Regions from separate parts of the Anser cygnoides genome. Here regions 2 and 3 are each linked to region 1. The links are chromatin contacts, called in public Hi-C maps. All regions are on one chromosome and are shown on one strand. Each heading gives the region's core, a stretch centred on a gene start, on an enhancer-like site or on the middle of the called end of the contact. The rest is flanking DNA. Distances are from core to core; before and after follow the strand shown.

Region 1 (2,748 bases), core at 117-2,616:
CAGCCTGTGATTTGGAGGATGCAGCAGGAGACACCTGAAGGGGAGGCCATCCCGATTTTTCTCAATTACTCATCACCCATGCAGAGAAAGCTGGGCTTCTTTCTGGGTCCCTCAAACTGACCACCAAAAAGGAAAAAGAGGTAGTCAAAAGCAGTGGTTGCTTTTGAAGTGGCTGGTGACATATAATCCCTTGCTCCACGGAGCTGGTGATGCAAGGCCCTGATCATTCAAACACTAAATAACCAATGTGGTAACTTCAGTGCCGTAAGGTACACGTGATGATTATGCACCATGTAAGCATGTATACACGTGCAGGCCATCGTCCTGCAGAGCTCTGTGATTTTGCATGGCCTTGTCTATATGCACAGCCTCACTGAGCTAGGATTAGTCATAAAGAAAAGTTATTTGTATGAGTGTTTACAGGATAGAGATGCAAGTGTACAGACAAAAAGATGAAAGTAAGCAGGTAGTAAAACAGTATTTGGGAGCTGACAGGAAGGTTTTGTTTGCTTGCTTCAGAGAAGTTGCTGGGGCAAGGTTATAGTTTGCTTAACTGTTAGTTTATGTGTCCTGTGGGGGAAAGGTTTTGTCTTTCTTTATGAAATTCCATCGGTGCATAGTTTCTCTCTTGGGATCTGAGAAAATTCCTTTAGTGCTTAGTTTGGATGGACAACAGAAGAGTCAGCAGTGATCCCTCTGGCGTGCCCCTGAGATGTTGAATGCACTGAGCAAACAAGAGGTGCGTGTCTGCTTCTTTCCATGAAACGAGCCCACCTGGAAAAAGCTGCTGGTACGCGGACCGGGACAAAATCTGCTTCATGCTTATGCCGGGCTCCTGGCCGGGGGCGATGCAGTTTTACTACACAATTTATTTATTTTTTTCCCCCCCGATTTCTAGGTGCGAACGGGGAAGGACAGGAGCTGGAGAGCCCCCCATGCAGCAGCTCCCCGACGGCGAGGCCAGCCCGCACGCCGGGTGCCAGGCTCCATCTAGCGACCCGGCGGGGGATGGCCGGGCGGCAATACGGCCCGGAGCAGCCGGGGGGGAGCGGAGGCGGCGCCCCCCGCCCTGCCCGCGCCCGCCGGTGCCAGGCGGCGGCGGCGGAGACCCGGCTCCCTCTCCCAGCCAGGTCGCACAGGCATCCCCGGGGCCGCAGCCGCCCGGTTTCTGACCGGGGAAATGCGGGACGGGCAAGCGGCAGCGCCGAGGCTCGGCTCCGGACGGTGCCCCGGGGCACCTCCACGCCTGCGGGTCGCGCACCCCCGGCCCCGTGTGCTTCGGGGCTCAGTTCAGGGCAGGGGTGCGGTACCGCCCGGCACGGCCCGGCACGGCCCGGCACGGCACGGCCCGGCACGGCACGGCACGGCACGGCACGGCACGGCCCGTCGGGGCAGCCCGGGGTGGCGGGGAGGGGCGCGGCCGGAGCCCCGACGGGGAATCTCGGAGGTGCGGATGGGGAGGGAGCGCCTTCAGGGTGTCCCCTGCGCCATGATGTCACCCGATCAATATTTTCGGGGGGAGTGCCCGCCCCGGCCAATTCCCGCTATGAAACGGGCTCTATATTGGAGCTGGATGCGGCCGAATCGATCGGGCTGATAACGGAGGCCTATAAAAGGCCGGGGGGCCGGCTTCGCCCGTGCTACATCCCGCGGCACCGCCAGCCGAGGCGAGCGCCCGGCCTCCCCTCCCCTCGCTCCGCGCCCCTCCGTGCCGCCCGCCATGGGGCCGCGCCCCGCCGCCCGCCGCGCCGCCCTGGCGCTGCTGGGGCTCGCCGCCGCCGCCGCCGCCGCCGCCGCCCGCTCGCTGCCGCTGCCCGACGCCGGCCCGCACGTCAACTACGGCTGGGGGGAGCCCATCCGGCTGCGGCACCTCTACACCGCCAGCAAGCACGGGCTCTTCAGCTGCTTCCTCAGGATCGGCGGCGACGGCCGGGTGGACGCGGCCGGCAGCCAGAGCCCGCACAGTGAGTAGCGGGGCGCTGCGGGGACGGGGCGGGACGGGACGGGACGGGACGGGACGGGACGGGCTCACGCCGCTCTCTCCCCTGTGCCCCGCAGGTCTGCTGGAGATCCGCGCCGTGGCGGTGCGCACCGTGGCCATCAAGGGCGTGCTGAGCTCCCGCTACCTCTGCATGGACGAGGCGGGGCGGCTGCACGGGCAGGTGAGCTGCGACCCCCGGCCCCGGCTCTGCCCCGGGCTCGCCAGCCCCCCCATCCCCTCCCCAGGCGCCCCCTTTTCGCTGTAGGACCGGGGGGCGATTCTCGTCGCCTGAAGGGGGTTATTAGAAGGAGGCAACACGGGAACAGCGTTCCGAATGCAGCGTATGTGTTGTATACAGAAAATATAGTATAGACCAGAACTGGGGGCGTTTGAAAAGTCTCATCGGTTGGTGGCTGCAGTTCTGACCCAGAAACAGATTAAGTCTGGCCATTGGATCTGAATAATTTCTCGCTGTTCAGCTCAGATATTCCAATATATATATATATAAGATGCCTCCTTTGGAAGGGAGATGCACCCAGATAGCTGCCACACGGGGTTGCTGACCCCTAGGTAGTACCAAACAGAAACGGGACTCGGGCAGGAAGGACTAATCCCCGTTGTCCCACTTCTGGCTTGGGATAACAGCACACCTGCGGGACTCTTGGAGGCTGAGGAGTTTAGTGACTCACTGATCCCACACTGTTAGCTCGTGCTCATCATCTCAGTACGCCAGCATATCTGCTGGACATCAGCAGTGGTATAAACTC
Region 2 (2,837 bases), core at 301-2,800, 260 kb before region 1:
AAAATCACTTAAAGGGAAGCATCAGCTACAAAGCATTACCTGAAAGGAATTTGTTTTTGTTAGTCTTAATCTGACTGCAAATTAAGCTATTAATTTAAGGCACATGAATGAATTGCAGAATTAACAGACCCAATCACAGTGATTTTGGTTTTGAACATGAGAAGACACTTCTGCTTTTTTACTTTCACATCACAGATGTGAATGAGTTTTTACACTGATTTCACTTGGTTTCAATGTTCAGTTGCACGAGCTTCTGTTCAACTAGGTCTGCCACCAAGTTCATGTTACAGTCTCGAAGAGCTTTTGTTAAGTCAGTCACCTTTGCATCTTTCCCCTTCCATTTCTGCCACTCTCGAAGTGACTGAACCAATTGTTCCTTCAAATTAAGGGGATTGGCTGCTATTATTCTGTCCATTTTCACTTCAGAAAAGCCAAGTTTCCGCACCAGCATTTTCCAGTCTCTCCCAACATTTTCACATATGACTTCAATAGCTACCTTCTGCAGACCTGAAATAGCAAAAATATGTTAATGATGGATTTCCAAAAGTAACATTAGATAGTATTTTTATTAAGCAAAATGCTACTACTTTTACTGTATTACACACACTGTATGTCACATCATGTCTGAAAAGCCACTGCATATACCAGGAGGTCCAAGTATATAGCAAACATTCAAGTGACCATTAGGCGTAACAGAGAAGTAATTCCCACTCTGGCAAGCTGTTCACAGCATATGCTGCCCTCATGGTACTCTTCCAGGATATAACACTGTCCTGTGCAGCAGTTAAGTAGCAGAAGCACTGTCAGCAGTGGACTCAGCCACAGCAGGCAATCGTGCTCCAAGCAGACCCATGTCTTGAGGATGTGTATGTACTTATTGTGCTTATTTTGGAAAAAAAAAAATGTCAAAAGAATAAAAAAAAAATCCACCTACGTTTTTCATTCACATCTGGTTGATCATCAGGTACATTAGCTTCTCCTTCCTCTACAAAATGCTCTAGCCGTGTAGTCAAATCTTCTCTTTTAATGACCATAAGCATCGTTTTGAGAAAGTCCACATTGTGGCTTGATATCACCTGCTGCTCGAGGAGGAAGTTGAAGAGCTCCGCGCCGCTTTGGACAGACTCAAGCTTCCTCTTCCCAATCTTGTCCTGGCAGAGGAATTTCAGATCACGCAGCTCCCCGGCCGACAAGCTCGAGGAAAAGGAATGCAGCAGGGTCAGAAACGGGTCCATGGTACCGAGGCCTACAGGGGGGCCGGCGCCAGGCGAGACGCGGGCAGCAAGGGAAGGCTGGCGGAGTCCCGCCTCCGCGAGCGGATTTCGTTCCTGTTTCCGCTGAGCGACTCCGCGGGGAGGCCGGACACTGCAGGGACAAGAAACGAAACGAACCGAAGCGAAGCCCGGCCCGGCCCCCGCCCCGCCGCGATGGCGGAGCGCTGCTGCCCCGGCCCTGCTCCCGCCCGCCGGCAGCCGCGCGATGGCAGCACCGGGCTCCCTGGCGGCGCTAGAAGATGGCGGCCGACGCCTTGGTGCTGGGCGGTTCCGCCCCGCAGGCGGGCCCTGCTGGCGGCGTCTGGCAGCGAGAAGGCCCCGCGTGTTTCAAAATAAAGAATTACGAGGAAGCGCCCCCGTCGCCTACGGGTGCCCGGACACCTCAGCCCACGGGTGTCAGCAGCGGGGCTGCCTGGCTGTGCGCTAGTTCATTGGAAAAATAACCCTCGCCGCCTCTCAGTCTCCGCGTGGGGTGTCTCGGCTGTTGCTCCCGGGGCCGAGTCGCCGTGCTGAGGTGTCAGAGGCGGGCTGCAGCCTGCTGAGCTCCCTGCCACCCGGTAGTGCCTGAGGCGCTGACAGCACCAAAATGCCGGTCGCCGTGCTCACTGCCAGCTGGTCTGTTATTAGGAGCCGCACAGTGCTCTGAATACCTCGGAGATTAACTGACTTGTTATGTGGTACTGAATTAAAAATGTGTGCTTGGAGCCAGGTTTGACACTGCCCGTCTCCTGCTGCACAAGTAGAGCCAGCTCCCTGCATCGTAGGTTCCCCCGTTAAACACAGAATTATTAGCCTTTTCGTGAGACTTATCACTTATTTAATGTTTTACATACCGCCTAAATCTACAAGGGTTATTTTGGGAGCTTTTTTATTTATTTTCTTTTTGCAAAGGGGGGAAAGGAGACCAATTATTGATGAACAGACTTGACAGAGCAAGAAAGGCAGTATCAGAGACCCTTTCCCAAAGAGACACTGCTATTGCCATGGTATCTCTGGCAGCCACCCAGGAAAGCAGCCTCTGCCCTCCACGCACTGGCTCTGCTACCCGCAGAGACCCAAGCCTTAACCTAGAAACACAGGACTTGTCGTGTGGGCCTTGTTGCTCACAAAGGTTAATTGTGACATGAAATAACTTCTGACCTTTACAACAGAAGTAGGGCAAATTTTAAGTCTCCATGTCTTAAAGCCAATTTTTATAGAAGGTGAAAGGTTGTGAACTTTTCTTGAAAGGGAAAGTTCAAGTTCGTGACATCGTTTTGTAGGTCTGCAAAATTCAGATCAACTATAATGGTTTACGGCACAGCATAGATAGGAACAAGGAAAGTCCTGAACTACCTTTTGTTGATTCCCGAAATTATCCCATTACTAAGTTGTTCCCAGTGCATCCTTTAATATATTATTGTTGCAACACACAAATAGAACTCTGGTCCATGCCATAAAGATATTGCAGTCTCAGATACACAAACTTGGGAGTTATCATTTTCCACATCTCCTTCTCCAGTCTCACATTCCGACTTGAGGAACAACTCCTACTCCCAAAACGTTTCTAAAATTCCCACAGGC
Region 3 (2,700 bases), core at 197-2,696, 350 kb before region 1:
GTCTGCTTACCTTTTTGTTTTCGATTAAGAATAGTTTATAAGGATTGTTAGCATGGACTCTTTCATTCACACAAGCATAATCCAGAAGGCGGAATGGAAATTCCCTTTTAAATACATAACTAATAATCCATGATAAGGGTTATAGAGCAAAAAAACGCCGCTTCCTCTACAGCCTAACAGAATAAACCAACAAACCAGTCGTATGGAGCACTTCAGAAATCCCAGAACAATGGCAACTGAAAAATAAGCAAACCCAAGGTAGCAAACTACAGGCTGGTCTGGAAGGAGGGTGTAAAAGTAGAGCAGATGACAAAACAGCGGGAGGTTTCCCTTCTGCTTAGGATATTCTCTGTCTAAAGCCTTTTCTCATGCTATCGTGTCTCAGGTTCTCCTACTCTTTTAGTTTGCCATACAGCCATCCCTAAAAACAAATTTCTTACCAAAAAAGTATTGGAAAGGAGAACCGAAGCAGCTCAGTAGTGAAACTGGGTGTGAGGTCCAACTTCTCGCTCACAACCAAATGCAAATTTACGGTCACTGCTTCAAGGGACAGCTTGTACCCTCAGTCCATGCCATACACAGCAAGTTACCTGTGCTCGATTCCCGAACGTCAGGGGCTGAATTACGTGTATACACACACACGGTGACTTCACCTACCCAGCTGGATGTAAGGCGAATGCTCTTCCCCAAGTACACAGTTAAATCACTTCCTTTTTTTTTTTTCCCTTTTGTGCGTTCAGCTGTGCTCAGGTATTTAAAAGCACAAAGGCTAGATCCTTAAGGCTGGATTTCTCTGCTTCCTCCTTGGCCTCTTGCAAACAATAACCGAGAAAGGAAGGTTTCGCACGCACATCCTTACAAAATCCCGACTCCGCCACGTTTCTCCCCGGCTCGGCCCCGGCCCCGACGAGCAGGGGCAGGGCAGCCAGCACAGACCCCGATGGCCGCCTGGGCGCTGGCGGCAGCTCGGAGCAGCACCGTGAGCTGTTAATGAGTCACCGGCTCACACGGGCAAACCCCTGAAGGAATAAAACCGACAGGACGCCGCGGCTCCGGCGGACCCAGGCTAACCGCACGCCGTGGGCTCCAGCAGCTCCGTGCGGCCGGGCGAGCCGCCGCCGCCTCCCGCCCCGAGGCCCCGGGGACCCCGAGGAGCGCGGCCCCGCGGGGCCTCTGTGCGCGGGGGGTGCCCGGGCCCGCGGCCCGCAGCCCGCAGCCCCGCCGCGACGCCCCCCGCTCCCCCCGCTCCCGGGCGGCCGGCGGCGAGACGCGACCGGCCCGGCCCGGCCCAGCGCTTACACTGGTGGCCGCCGGCTCCGCGGCTGCTTCCCGGGCGGACGGCGGCGGCGATTTCCGCTTCTCCCGAGCTCCCACTTCCTCTTCCCGCACGGCGGGGCGGCTCCAGGTGGGAGATGGCCGCCCCGGGCCGCCCCGCCCCGCCGAGCGCCCTCCCCTCGGCCCGGCTGGCACCGCCGCGGCGGCTCCCGGCCCGGCCTCCGAAAGGGCAGCGGCAGGGAAAGGGCTGCTGCGATGCCCCGCCAGGCCTTTTAAGAGGCTGTACGCCGCGTTTTGTATCGTTCCGAACACGCCTTTTATTTTCTTTACTGTACTCGCTTTTGCGCCATGTCTTGGAAATGGTGAGGGAAGGTCCTGAGGGGTTTCCCCTCGCCTTAGCACGATGGCATGTGACTGCTGACAAGGGGGCTGAATTAAACGGAAAATAGCTGAATTACTCGGAAAACGAACAAACCAATGCCCACCTCGGGTTTTAAAAGGTCAAGTCCTAGGTGATGTTACTGACAGGGTAACAGCTGTCACGGGTTGTAATCTTTGGGAGGTAGGAAAAGGTCGAAGGAATATTTCTAGGGGAAAAATATACATAAACTGCAACCATAATGAAGGGTGATAATATGAAAAAAGCCAGGCCAGTTTCTAAAAGTTTTGGAGGCAAACACATGACTTACCAGCTGCCAGCTGGAGCAAGAGAACTACCTCGTCACATGTAGTCAGATGTACCCGTTCACTGTATAAAGGGGCTTAGTTTTTCCAGTAAGAAATATAAGTTACTCTAGACTTAAAATATATGGCATATTAAAAATTAGGCTAAACTTAAACAGATGTCTGCTAGAGCAGAAAGCAGACTCAGAGAACCTGGATCCTCTCCCTATTATTTCTGTTACTCTTCCTAAGCCTTTTCAGAGTATTCATCGATCCTGATTACAGATAGGAATATCAACCTCTTTTTTAAAAAATTTCATCTATCTGTTCCTATATGCCATAGAAGTACACAGTGCTGCTACCTTAATTAGACTAATTGCCATTTGTGCAAAAACGACTAGTGCAATAAAACGACTCCCGAATGAACAGAATAATACCAGCAAATTATTCAGAATAAATGCCAGAAAAGAAAAAGCTTCCCAGCTGAAGGCAATAGAGTTCCTGAATTGCAACCAAAATATCCTTTAACTACCTCTTTAAACACTGAAGAATGAGTGTAATAGTACTTCAACACTGTTATCTGTGTTTAAGTAACTGAAAATTACTTGTCCTGTCGTTCCGTCTCCCCCCCCCCCCCCCCCCCCCAACTCCTTAGTGCACTTAGCTTCAGCAAGTTTCATAGCAGTGGCCATGCTCTTTTAGAGAAGACAACAGCAGGACAAATTCCTCTCAAGACCAGGTAGGTATAGGCCAAGCACAAAC

What was found. A called contact is a pair of places that touch in the nucleus more often than the background predicts.
Region 2: a contact with region 1 is called in a Hi-C map of liver, with 2.4 times the contacts expected there. The contact joins the promoter of FADD here to the promoter of FGF19 in region 1. A contact is called at or near these places in 3 of 7 Hi-C or Micro-C datasets (granulosa cells and liver).
Region 3: a Hi-C map of granulosa cells shows a contact between it and region 1, with 2.3 times the contacts expected there. The contact joins the promoter of CTTN here to the promoter of FGF19 in region 1. A contact is called at or near these places in 2 of 7 Hi-C or Micro-C datasets (granulosa cells and liver).

The regions. Positions count from the first base shown.
Region 1 is chr5:18,819,047-18,821,794 of Taihu_goose_T2T_genome, forward strand. FGF19 (fibroblast growth factor 19) reads left to right here and starts at 1,367. Exons shown (of 3, transcript XM_048058590.2): 1 at 1,367-1,964; 2 at 2,059-2,162. The coding sequence starts at 1,721.
Region 2 is chr5:18,556,469-18,559,305 of Taihu_goose_T2T_genome, forward strand. FADD (Fas associated via death domain) reads right to left here and starts at 1,551. Exons shown (of 2, transcript XM_013194898.3): 1 at 935-1,551; 2 at 1-507. The coding sequence starts at 1,235. The coding sequence ends at 221.
Region 3 is chr5:18,473,035-18,475,734 of Taihu_goose_T2T_genome, forward strand. It overlaps CTTN (cortactin), which reads right to left and starts at 1,447. Exons shown (of 15, transcript XM_048058736.2): 1 at 1,300-1,447.